3 separate regions of the Pan troglodytes genome follow, and all the other regions are linked to region 1. The links are chromatin contacts, called in public HiChIP or PLAC-seq maps. All regions are on one chromosome and are shown on one strand. The core of a region is the stretch at or near the end of the contact, and the rest is flanking DNA. Distances in the headings are between cores, read along the strand shown. Region 1 holds the start of ACTL6A (actin like 6A). Region 2 holds the start of PIK3CA (phosphatidylinositol-4,5-bisphosphate 3-kinase catalytic subunit alpha). Region 3 holds the start of ZMAT3 (zinc finger matrin-type 3).

Region 1 (4,500 bases), core at 18-2,517:
AATTTCTAGTCTATAAAAATCCTCAAGAATCGAACCTCTACTCTACTAAAAAGGCTTTTTTTTTTTTTGAGGACTTTAATGTTTTTCTCCTTCCAAGTTTAGGGGTGATGTGATTTTCTTGGGGGACATGAAGGAAAAATCTTATTTTTGTTGTTTCCTACCTGTAAAATGACATCCTTTATAGAAACAGCATCACTATTAGACATAGTAACAATAGCAATAGTCTGGATTTGTGTTCTGGGTCTCTAACTCATCAAACACAACCCAACACATGAATTATATGTATCAGTGTTTCAATTAACCTGCAGATCTTGCAAAAATGGAGGCTCTAAATCAGTAGATTTTGAATGACGCGTGAGATCCTGCATTTCTAACAGGCTTGCAGGTGATGCTGACACTGCTGGTCCATGGGCCAGACTTTAAGTGGCAAATGCAGCATTATTTCATTTAACCTTCATGCCCACCCCCATCGGCTAGGAATTATTCCATAAATGAGGCCTGAAGTTGGAAAGTTACATAAACTGCCCAAGACCAAAGCGCTTAATAAAGAGTGAGGTGGATATTTCAACCCAGGTCTGTAACCCCCGGCACCTGGTAATGTTTCTACCACACCACAGTCTAATCAAAGAAAGTGAAAAAATAACACGCCTAGGACCCCCAGCAAACTTTCTGGGCATCCTTAAATTACACGTGCTCCTGAATTGATCTCAAACAGACCCGCCCACGAGTCACTCTGGAGACTCCGCAGCCAACAAACCGGCAGGAGTTACTGAAAGGTGAGGCAGCTCGCGCATGGGGCGCAGACGGGGAGGAGGCAGTACCCTAAGTGGCCGCCGCTTCCCTAGTCAGTTCTACGGCTTGAGGCTCGCTTTGCCACCTATGGGACACTCTGGGAACCCTCCGTCCACGCTTGCAAACCGCCGGGACCTTCCAAGTTTAGGCGCGCGCACACGCGTCCCGACACAGCTGAGTCCAGGAGGCACTCGGGGAGATGCGACCCTGGGGCGGTCACCCAAGCCGGGGCCCGGCGGCCGGCTAGACTGAGCCTCCCGCCCAGCCCCGAGGCTCCCTAGAGAACCGAGCGCGCACCCCAAAACCCTGCTCCTCCGGGGACAGAGGCAGGAAGAGGCCACAGAGAGCCGCCACTTCAGGGCGCCCGAGGAGCACGGCGAGCCGGGTGGGCTCCGGGGGCGGGCAGAGCGTGGGGCGGGGACGGGGCGGGGAGGCCGGGGTCCCGAGAGGGGGAGACCGGAAGGGAACGCCGGGGAGGGGAGGGCTGGGAGCGGCGGTTACAAACCCCACACGCCGAAAAGGCGCGCTCTCTCGTCCGGCCGCACTCACTCACCTCCCCCGTACACGCCGCCGCTCATGGCTGCTGCCGGCGCGACTCCTACCCTAAGGGCTAACTGGCGAATGACTGCAGTGGCCGCGACTGCAAGTCTCGAGGAGCGATAGCCCCTGACTCCCTTAACTTCCACCGCCACCCCCCTCAGGCAACAAAGCGGCGTCCACACACCCCGGAGCTCAGCCACACTTGCTGGCTCCTCTCATCAGCCAATCACTAGGGTCCAGGCCTAAGTCTAGCCAATCAGAATGCGGCTGCGCCGCATCCCCGCCGCGGCCCAGCAGGTTTAGCCAATCGAAGGCAGCCATGGGGGCGGGAAAGAGGAAAGCGACAGCAGGACAGAAGGAGTTGGGTTGCGGAGCTGGAGGGGGCGGAGCTTCCCGGGTGGGCGAGGGAATGGGCGGAGGCAGTGGGAGAAGAAGGAGGAAGGCTGGAAGAAGCATGGGGGCGGGACTAGGAGGTGCGTCTGGGCGCTGAGGAGCGGCGGGAACCCAGGTAGGGGAAGGTAGACCCTTGGAAATTGAACGGGTGTCTCCACGCCGAGATTCCTGTCCAGTGACTGTGGGGAATGCGGATTTCTTTCTTTTTTTCTTCAGAAAAAGTATTTTAAACTAACTTTTATGTTGAAAAAATAAAAATTTTGCGCTCCACTTTGGGATAGGGGAATCAGTAAATCAGACAAATTGATAGGATCTTGCAATTTTTAAAATGGTTATTAGTAAGTAAAAGAAGAATGAAATTATGCGTTATCCCAGCTAAACCTAGGTAGCGCTTTAAAAACTATTAAAAAACTTACTCATTTCTTTAAAAAAAAAAAAATTTCAGGCCGGGCGTGGTGGCTCATGCGTGTAATCCGAGCACTTTGGTAGGCCGAGGCGGGCAGATCACGAGGTCAGGAGTTCGAGACCAGCCTGGCCAACACAGTGAAACCCTGTGTCTACTAAAAATGAGAAAAGTAGCCGGGCCTGTAGTCCCAGCTATGCAGGAGGCTGAGGCAGGAGAATCGCTTGAACCCGGGAGGCAGAGGTTGCAGTGAGCCGAGATTGCGCCACTGCACTCCAGCCTGGGCGACAGAGCAAGACTCTGTCTCAAAAAAAAAAAAAAAAATCAATTTCTTTTATCCTGTGAGAGGTATTTAAAACAGCTAATCAATCTTCATTCAAGCAAGCACCCAATCCTAAATAGGCATCCCAAAAACAGCCTGTCTTAGTCCCCTATTTCTACCAGCCTAGTCCAGATCACCTTCCTTTATCCCCAGATTACTGCAACAACTTGTTGCTCTGTCCCTTTGCCACTCTTGATCAAGGGAGCTTCATCTGTGAAAACGCCCAAACCCGATCAGGACACTCCAGCGCTCAAACCCTTAAGATTGCTGCCTATCCTTGTAATTGATCCTTGTCTAGAGTCTAGACATGCAGTGCCTACTTTTAACCTTAGAAACTATTGACTAAAACCCCATCAGTCTCAGTGGCAGAGGGTGGCAGAAAGTGATGAGGCAGTAGGGTGGGAAAAAAGGCTAGCGGGAAAACTCTTTCCCATTCACTTGACAATATAATCATAGTATATCTGACCATTTAGAAAAGCCCTATTAACCCAGTGAGATAATGCAGATGTCAGCACACTATGGCACTAGGGCCAAATCCAGTCTTTTGTGTGTGGGGTGGGGAGGGGAGGTGGGGAAAAGGGGAAGCAGGTGGGAAGACTGCCTTTTTTTTTTTTTTTTTTTTTGGCCTTGAGCTAAGAATGATTATTTCTGTTTTTAAATTATTTTTAAAAATATTTTAAAGAATAATATGTGACAGGTTGGGCATGGTGGCTCACAGCTGTAATCCTAGCACTTTGGGAGGTCCAAGCAGGAGGATCGCTTGAGGCCAGGAGTTCAAGACCAGCCTGGGCAACACAGGGAGACCCCCGTCTTTACAAAAAATTTTAAAATTATCTGGGTATGGTGGTGCATGCCCCCTAGCTACTCTGGAGGCTAGGGTGAGAGGATTGCTTGAGCCTGGGAGTTCAAAGCTTCAGTGAGCCGTGATCTCCCCACTGCACTCCAGCCTGGGTGACAAAGCAAGTCCCTGAAAAAAAAAAAAAAAAGAAAACGAAAGAAAGAAGGAGAGAGATGTGAAAACTATGCGAAATTCACACTTCAGTGACCTTAAACTAAGTTTTATTAGGACACAGCCCACACTTACTCATTTATGACTATTTTGCTCTGTAAGGGTAGAGTTGAGTAGTTGGGAGACAGAGACTATGTGTCCCACTCAGCTGGAGAATACATTTATTACTGGACCCTTTACAAGAAGAGTTTGCAGACCTGAGCTAACACATGTAATATAACCAGCATAGCGTGCATTAAGTACCCTATGTTAACTGTTGTCCCCATTATTATAGCTGTCACTGTAGCTGCATATCAAATCCCCAAAATATTTCTTCTTCCAATCTATGTTTTTATGATGTGTTTGACTAGTAGCTGGAGTATAAAATATTGAGATGTTTTCTAATAATTAAATATTGAAGAGATGCTATTTGTGAGTTTATAATACACAGTTATCCATTTAAATCAATGTAGCATTTAAATGCCAAATAATTTATATACAGCAAATTAACTAGATTTTGATATCGCTGAACATTGATATCTCTTCAATACTATCTCCAACATCTCTCATGTTTGAAGATAATATATCCTAGAAGTAAAATACCTATCTAGTCTAAAAGAGAGTAAAATATTTGTTCCACTTGTTCAGCGTTTATCTTAAAACAAAACAGTTCAAGAGGGTTGATGATGAGGACCACGCCCTCTAGCCTCTGGAAAGCCTGAGATGGGACTGTCTCCTCCCCAGATTTAAAACTGTCCTGCACCGTGTGCGGAGTAACCAAACTGTGCAGGAGAATTGTAAATCTGACAGCACAAAGAAGATGGAAGTGACACTCAGATGATTTTGCTTAAAGTCAGGTTTTGCTCCATTTGATAATTTGGAAAAATACTAGAAAACAGATCATTTGTTTGTTCATTCATTCGTAATATCAGGTTGGCTTGGAATCTCTTGATGTCCCATTGGAACCACGGCTTCATTTAATAATAAGCCATTGAAATGAATTTCAAAGGAAATAAACTTCACATTACATCTGATGTTTCAGGACAAATCACATGTTGACAC
Region 2 (3,921 bases), core at 1,102-3,601, 410 kb after region 1:
CAAAGTAAACTGGTTTAGAGAAAAAGTTATTACAGTCTACTTTATGTTGTGCATTATTTATAAGTTTGGGTTTTTTGTTTTGTTTTTTAAGGGGATACTGATTTGGGATGGAGAGGACCTTATCCTGACAGGAAGGAAGCTCTGCCACCAGAAAGGCTGTTCCACGCACAGAGCAAGCAAAACCACTGCACTTTTAGAGTCTCCCTTTTAAATATATCAAGGCCCATGACAATTTACACTTCCATGAAGCCATTTTTCAGTTTAAGTACAATATTTGTATTTAGTAACATCTCTTTAATGCTATAACCAATTTAGTTAAAATTTTTTTAACCTTAAATAAAAACACTCTTCTATATTTACAGGTGTTTCATTTTTAATTATTTAAAACTGACAGGAATGTCTTTAAAACTTTATACGCACAATCATGCAATATTAATATTCCTTTACTTTCTTGTTATTTCCCCCATGATGCTATTATTACGATATGCTATCATTTTAAAATAAACTATTTTGTGATTTTAATAGGAAAGTACTCGTTTGAAAAAGCACAAGAAACTTTTGAAAAAAGCTATGAAGTTTTATTTTGTCCCAAAATGTGAGATGAAAAAACTTAAGCAAAATACCAACACACACACACACACACACACGTAAACACACAGTCCTCTTCAGATAATTTTGGCTGATGACACTGCAGAACAGTTAATCTGATAATTAAAATTTTCCAGAACATGTGATGTTTAGATGGAGATCTATGCTGTCAACCGGACCTCAGTGCTTCAGTTAAAAGAAAAAAAAAAAAAAAACCAAAAACTTAAAACCTGAATACAAAGACACGTTAAATTGTTAAGACTGTAGTTGCTTTGAAAGCAAAGTGTTTTGATTTATCCAAACTAACTTAGCAACACGGTATTTTGAGTATTTTCCAGAAGTTTTCTTAAAACACGCAATCCAGCACATAAACAAATTTTGTACAGTACAATGTAAGCAAATACTCAGAAAAATTCAATTTCTAAGCAGGATAACATATGACCAATATTGCCCTCAGTGGTTCAAAAGTCGCAGTAGAAATAATCCCCTGAGATAACCTGGAATTTACCTACCCAAGTATTCTAAGGGGTTCTCCCCGGCCACACAAACTATGATTCAAAACATCGTTCCGAAAACCCAGGTCCTGCATGTGCACAAAGGCGCAGTGCTGGAATGAGGAAGCTTCACCAAGATGAAATCACAACTCTAATTCATTAAAGAATATGCAGACTGTTTTCTAGAAAGCCCCTCTTGTTGCGCTCCCTTTACCCTATCCTTTATTTAACCATGTAAACAGTCTCAATTATTGACATAAAAAAAATAGCTTTCGATTCCCAAGTCTGGTAACATGGTTGGCCACCATCACTATTCCTTTAGCATCCTAAAATAACCCCCTCGAGCCGAGGTCAAAAACACGCCGGCTGAACGTCTGGTGTTTACATAGCCCAATCCCGGGCCCTACCCTACCTTTCCGAGCCACTTAGGAGCCATGGAACAGGCATCACATAATACACTTAGTAAAGAGACAAGTCACATGAGTCAGTGTCTCAGGTCTATGAATGAAAGATCTAAGCGTTTGTCTCAGCTAAAAGGAAAAAACAACCTCGAAAGGAAGGGTGGGAGGGGAGCTGGCGGGGGTGAGGGGAGCGGTGTTCCTTCCATACCCCTGCCGGGCGATTTAAACCCAGTAAGAGGCAAACGCAGGGCCGCCAGGCTGGCGGGGCCGGAGTCCTCGGGCGTGACAGCCCCTCAGGAAAAGCTCGCGGTTTCGCGCCCGCGTCCCTTGAGCCGCGGTCCTCGCGGCAGCCCCTCCACCCGCGGGCTGGGTGGGCGTGCAGGGCGCGGGAGACGGAGCCACCGCGGCCGGGGCGGCGGCCCTGGGCGCACTTCCTCAACCTCCAGCCGCCCCGTCCCCAAAACTGGGAGTAGAAGCAAAGGAAGAGCGAGGCGGCAGCCAGAGAGAAAGGAGAGGGAGCGGCGAGCCCTCGCCTCTGCAGCTGGGAGAGGCCAGAGGCAGGCGAGGGAGAGGGAGCGGCGATCGCAGGCGAACTCCGCCGCGGGCCGACGCTGGGAGACGACCAGCCCGTAGCCCCCGCCCAACACGGCGGGCGCGCCCGGGAGTCTCCGGCACCCACCCGGTCCCCATTCCCACCGCACCCGCTCCCGGCCAGTCCGCGCTCTACTCACGCTCGGGGCTCTTCCAGGCTCCGCGGCTCTAACCGCATCGGGTGCCAGCCCCGCGGGCGGCGGCGGCGGCGCCGAGGGAGAGGAGAGCGGGCGGCACGGCCCCCGCCTCCCGGCCCCTCTCCCCCGCCGCTCCGGAGCTGCCCGGCCGGGCCCGAGCCCTGCCTCGCCGGCGGCCCCAGCCCCAGTCCCAGCGGCCGCGGCAGCAGCAGCCCGACACCTCAGCGGCCGCAGCGGCGGCACCGGAACTGCCGCTTTCTACTTCTCGCTCCTTCTCCTCGCTAGCCCCCGCCACACGCCCCCGCCCCCGACTCCTTTCTCCGTCGCCCCTGTTTTTTTTCCTTTTGTTTCCAGAATAAACTTTATTGGTCTCTTTTTCCGCTCACATCGTGTAAACAAACAACGAACTCTTCCCCACCCCCTCGCCCCCCCCCCTCCTCCGGCAGAGGAGGGTAAGAGCTGAGGAGGGGCAGAGCCTACAATCCCCCGGAAGCAGATGCGCAAAGAAGCGGAAGTGAAATTGAGGCGAGGAGGAGCAGGGAGTGGGCAAATAGGGTAACAATATGTGCTACTGCGCCTGCGTCTTGCTTTTCCGCCCGAAGTTTATGTACAGTTGGGGCTGCTCTTCTGACGTTTGTTTAATGATCCGTCTTCTGCAGTAGTGAGGGTGTTGTGTCATCCTAGGACAGCGTACATGTAGTATATTTGTTTCTACGAGCAGCAGGCGAGCTGGGGTAGAGATATAGAAAGGAATATTGGGAGCAAGTGGGTTATTTCACTTTTACACCCATAGAGGAAACGAGATTAGTTCGGGGGTGAGAGGAGGTGCGGTGGCTAACCGCCGCTGTCAGTGGCTAACCAGCGTGGTTATGGATTCTATAATAGAAAGAATGCTTTTTACAAAGCGTTGCTGTGCGTTCTTCTGCCGACACGGTTTAAGTTGTATACCATCCCGAAGGCGGAATGCACTGTCACAGCCCTCTGCAGTCCTTTGACTCACTTCGTGGAGACCTTTTGCTATGCCCTCATTTTTTTTTAAATCGAATTCTGATTCGAAGCAGCTTGTAGGATTCAATTCTAACTATTCAGAAGACGTGGGGGATTTTTCGCGTAATGCCAACAGAGACTTCAGAAATGTCATATAGTCTATAGATTTGATTCAAGGTAGTGTCTTGGTGCTGCGTACCTTAGAAGTCTGTTTGCTTGAGAGTAAATCAATCTGTTGACTTTTGAGATTACTACTGATAAAGGTTCGGTACTGTGCGTTTTTCTCCCCCTACTGGTCTTTTGTTGTAATATTGGAAAAGCGTAGGAGCAGTGATTAGAAGTCTGAGATACAAGTACTCCAGCATCGGTTCCTCCTTGAATTTTTAAGTAATAGAGGGCTTGGGAAGTGACCCATCCTAGAGATGTTACAGTCCTACTTGTCCTCTAGAGCAAAACTCTGACCAATAACAACAGTCTTCTCGAACACCGCACGTCCGTCCATACCCCAATGGTAAATGAGATGGATCTGTTCCTCTTTGTGGTCGTAGTTTCACTTGACTGTATTTTTTTCTTTTCTGTGTTTTCTTTCTTTCGTCCTTTTTCTCCCTTTAGCTCGGGTTTTCATCTCACATTCCAGGGGTTTGTGTTTCTAAATGTTTTTCTCGAAGCAATGTTCTTCAACAGTTTTAGAACACTGTTACTCCAGAGTACAGATTTTTTTAA
Region 3 (4,411 bases), core at 201-2,700, 480 kb after region 1:
GGACAAGAACACATCAAACTATCAAACATAAAACTTGAAAACTCCAAGACATTTATCCTTCCTGGACTCAAGGTATTTACAGGACAGAGGAAATATCTCTTAAGTAATTATAATGTGGGACAACAAATAGTGTGTCATCAAGGTGTGCGGAGAAAAGTGCTGTGGGAGCTCATGAAAGAAGAGGCCTGGAAGGACAGGTAGGATTTGACAATTCAAGGGGAGGGGAGAGAAAGCATTTTGTATTCAAGATGCAGACAGAGCTAAATTACAGAGGCAGGAAATGAAGGGGCATGGATGGGGGTGTGAGTGAAATGATGAGGGGAGACTGGTGGAAGGTCAGATTGGAAAGGCTCCGCAAGGCCTAGTTGTGGTCCTAGATAAGGAGTGTGGACTGTGAAGTTCTAAGACTGGCTAAAGACCATATAGAAAAGGGGCTGGAGAGTGGATTTTAGCAGCATTTATTATTTTAGAAACAATATAGCCCTTTAAAATAGTGACACATAAAGTAAATGTACCTATACAGCTGGAAAAACAATTCAGGTGATGGATTACTCTCCCCAAATGGCTGGTGTACACTGTGTGTATATGTTTGTACTTCATATTCATTGTACTTATGAAGTCTTTTATGGTTTGTTGTTGTTGGTATTGGATTGGTGCATTTTTCAGCCAAAGAAACAGCCTTGATTTCCTGCAGTTGTTTCCCTACTAATAGGGCACATCTTACTATACTTAGATCTCCTTGGCATTTTAATTCGTGTTTTAAAAAATAACCACACAATAATGCAAATGTACTTAATGCCACTGAACTGTACTTTTTTTTTTTTTTGAGACGGAGTCTCGCTCTGTCACCCAGGCTGGAGTGCAGCGGCGCGATCTCGGCTCACTGCAAGCTCCGCCTCCCGGGTTCACGCCATTCTCCTGCCTCAGCCTCCGGAGTAGCTGGGACTACAGGCGCCCGCCACCACGCCTGGCTAATATTTTTGTATTTTTAGTAGAGATTGGGTTTCACCGTGTTAGCCAGGATGGTCTCGATCTCCTGACCCCGTGATCCACCCGCCTCGGCCTCCCAAAGTGTTGGGATTACAGGCGTGAGCCACCGCGCCCGGCCTGTACTCTTAAAGTAGTATATTTGTTATCGTTTGCCACACACAAAAATAATACCCCAGCAGATCTTCATACGAGTTAATTTACGCTATAAGTTTAGAGCCGGAATTTCCTCAACTCATCACTCAGTGTTAACATTGAAGATGTCCAGGTTGGTTATGAAGGATGTGACATCCTAGCGTTGGCCACTCTTTTCCTGGTCCTTCCTGTCTTGCAGGTGAGCCTCTGGGGGTCAGGAGAAAGTCTCCTCTATCTCCTGCTCACTTTCGTGTAGGGGAGGGAAGGTGTGTGTGTGGGTGGGTGGGGGCGTTTTGTGTGAGGGAGGCCGCTACTGGGCAGGCAGCCACGCTCTTCTTCCTCCATCCTGGGGCGGAAGTGGGGAGAGCAGCAGTTTAAAGGTTCTGTTGCAGCAGTTTAAAGGATCCACTCAGCCGCCTTAACCACCAACCAGCAGGCTAAGGGAGGAACAGAATGAACAATGTTTGGATCCCAATGACTGGAGATGAAAGTTGCAAAAGCTCTGCCCAGGCTTCTACCAAGGATTAACTTTCCAGGGCATCTGCTGAACAGCTCTTCGGGGCTGTCTGCTGAGATTGGCGGCGGGACCCTCCCGCCTCTCACTCGTGCCTTTGTTCCCCACGCCGGCCTAACCCCGCGCCCCTGCGCTCGCGGCCAGGGCACCTGACCCACGCGCCGCCCGCCGGGGATGCGGGAGCCGCCACTGCTACCGCTGCCACCGCTGCCGGGCCTGCTCCGCCAGGCACATGCGCAGTGGCGACGCCGAGCCGGCGCCCTCAGTCTCCTCCTCCACCGCCTCCCGGTTCCGCAGTCACTTCCTGCAGCTGTTTCCCTGTGGGTCGGGTTGGACTGACTTTTGACAGTCAGCCTTCGGCTGCAGAGGGGGCTCGGCGGCGGCCGGCGGAGAAAGTTGCTCCGAGAAGAGGCTGGGTCGAGCTGGGCCGAGCCGGGCGCGCAGGGCGGGCGTCGCGGGCGTCCCGGGCGGACGCGGCGCGGAGACTGCCGGCGCGTCCCGGGGGTTCCGGTAAGTGCGGGTGATTGGGAGCCGCGGAGCTTTCAGGACGAGCCCCTGGAGCGCCGGGGACTAGCGGTTCCTTTCCGATGCTCTTTCCATCTGCCCTCCACGTGACAGGGCTTGCGCTGCTTCTATTTATCAGTTTGCTCGTTTCAGGCATTTCACGTGGACCAGGTGGATCATCTGTGCGTGCAGCTGCCTTGGCCCTCTCAGTTGCCCCCGCCCCGTGGGAGTCGGGGGATTCCATCCTTCGTGATGGCATCCATACCGGGTTGAGGTGCGTGTGTGGGTTCGTGTGTATGCATGCACATCTTAGGAATGTAAGGTGGATGTGGGCGACAATGAACTGTCTGTAGCTTTGATTCAAATCTGTAAACAGTTCTCTAGGATTAGGAACCGTCACAGCGGAGACTGAAAAACATTCGCCAATTCACCAAGGCCTCTTCCCCAGTTTTCTGCGTTCTTTTGAGCCTTCTTTATAGGATACACCTTGCCTCAAGTGATTATTATTATTATTATTTTTACTTTTCTCCCTCTCATTCCTTCTTGCTGCGTTCTGATGACCTCTGAGTAATGCTCGCTGCCTTTCCCTCATTTCCAGAATTCCCAATTACGGACTTACCTAGTTTGCTGAGGTGCTGCTAACCTGTTCCTTGATTCTATTCTCTTTCCTCTGTAGATTTCTCCAAATGAGACAAGAGATTGTCTTTAACACAGTATGTGAAGAGTAGGCCCCAGTCCAATCATTAAAACTAAGTATGCTATGACAATTAATTTTCTTTAAACAGGGTACCTTGTGAAGCTTTGATTTTCTTTAATGTCGTCTTAGCTCTTTTCCAAACCAGGACATTAACCAGCATAAATCCTTCATTTATGCCATCGCAAGCATCAAAGTGACTGGTTTTTAAGATTTGAAGAATATTTATGCCAGTCTTCAAATTAGTCCCTTTTAAACCAATGCAACAGTTGAATAGATCTGAGTTGCATGTTTTGGGTCTCTGTATTCCATCATTCATGCATTCACTGAAGACTTGGTTTTATTCATTTTAAGATTTATATTTTGTACTAATTTTTGTTTGCAAATGTACTAATATTTGATGCAATTGTCATACATAGATTTTTTTGAGGAGTCGACATTGTGTTGATTGTTAAATATAACAAGAAATAAATTTGGGATATCAAGCTACTCTTTAAAAATTGTAAAGATCAAATGTGATAATGGGTAAATCTGTGTTTGGCAAGAATTTTTTCTTTAAATCAGGTAACTTTATCACCTCTGGTAGGAGGCCTTTTGTGCCTCTGTTCTTTGAGAAGGATCTTTATTTTGAGGGAAACCTGTAGATAACACTGGGGGAGACACATGTTAGAATTTCCTCAAGTGAAAGTGAGCTTTCATAAAACAAGTCCAGACATGCCTCGGCAATTGGTAGCATTTGATTTTCTGTTTATATTGCTGATTTCCTTTATCCAGAGGTTTTGACACCCCCCCTCCACCTTTTCACTAATGAACTAGCAGAATGTTTGTGGCAATTTGACATCAGTAGCTTTTTAACATTATGAATTATTATTATTAGGTAGTTAAACTTTTTAAAAGCTGTTCTTTGTCTACTTAGTTCCGTTTTCTAAAATGACCATATCTGTCTTTGCTTTCTGGACTATCTTTGCTTGATTCAATTAAGAGAAATAATACCATTACAGAGAACCTGACTTTTTAAATGTTAAAACTCTATATTGCTTTTCTTTTATGTTCCCAGAGATATGGGCAGTACACTTCTGCTTAAAAATTAAATAATATTATCATTTTTCTAAATTTTGTGATTAATGAGAAGTATTGTTAAATTCTATGACTAATACTTATGCACTTTGTCCTTAACTACATTATTTTCCCATCACGCTGATTTCCTTTGTTGCCTCCCCACCCCAAATTTCGTCTGAAAGTTGTTACTTGATTTTCAGGTGCTGTGTAGTTATCAAATGTGGTAAAATAGACTTTAACTTTTCAAAATTTACTTGATTCATTTTAGTAATTCTATTATTGCCATAATGTACACATTTCCATTGCAGATGGAAAATTTCAGCAGCTTAAAATAGCCATATTCTATTGACCAAGAGAAGAGGTTTTAATAATACTGTATTGAGAGAGTGGAGGGAATTGTGGATTTTGAAATAAGGATTCTAATTTGGGTTAATTAGAATCTTGGGAACTCAAAGGGTGTACTGTGGTTCATTTTGAGACACTCAGGGTTAGACGGCGCCATCTGGGGGGGAGGCAGG

What was found. HiChIP or PLAC-seq counts read pairs in DNA pulled down with a chosen protein or histone mark.
Region 2: an H3K4me3 HiChIP or PLAC-seq map of stem cell-derived excitatory neurons shows a contact between it and region 1, with 3 times the contacts expected there. The contact joins the promoter of PIK3CA here to the promoter of ACTL6A in region 1. A contact is called at or near these places in 1 of 7 Hi-C or Micro-C datasets (stem cell-derived neural progenitor cells) and 1 of 1 datasets of contacts at active chromatin or transcription factors (stem cell-derived excitatory neurons).
Region 3: a contact with region 1 is called in an H3K4me3 HiChIP or PLAC-seq map of stem cell-derived excitatory neurons, with 2.4 times the contacts expected there. The contact joins the promoter of ZMAT3 here to the promoter of ACTL6A in region 1. A contact is called at or near these places in 1 of 7 Hi-C or Micro-C datasets (stem cell-derived neural progenitor cells) and 1 of 1 datasets of contacts at active chromatin or transcription factors (stem cell-derived excitatory neurons).

The regions. Positions count from the first base shown.
Region 1 is chr2:182,737,291-182,741,790 of NHGRI_mPanTro3-v2.0_pri, reverse strand. ACTL6A (actin like 6A) reads right to left here and starts at 1,267. Exons shown (of 14, transcript NM_001271671.1): 1 at 822-1,267. It overlaps LOC134809503 (a long non-coding RNA gene), which reads left to right and starts at 1,718. Exons shown (of 2, transcript XR_010155386.1): 1 at 1,718-1,840.
Region 2 is chr2:182,328,722-182,332,642 of NHGRI_mPanTro3-v2.0_pri, reverse strand. It overlaps PIK3CA (phosphatidylinositol-4,5-bisphosphate 3-kinase catalytic subunit alpha), which reads right to left and starts at 2,351. Exons shown (of 21, transcript XM_024355822.3): 1 at 2,215-2,351. It overlaps KCNMB3 (potassium calcium-activated channel subfamily M regulatory beta subunit 3), which reads left to right. Exons shown (of 6, transcript XR_010155875.1): 6 at 92-358.
Region 3 is chr2:182,259,981-182,264,391 of NHGRI_mPanTro3-v2.0_pri, reverse strand. ZMAT3 (zinc finger matrin-type 3) reads left to right here and starts at 1,450. Exons shown (of 6, transcript XM_009446885.4): 1 at 1,450-2,146.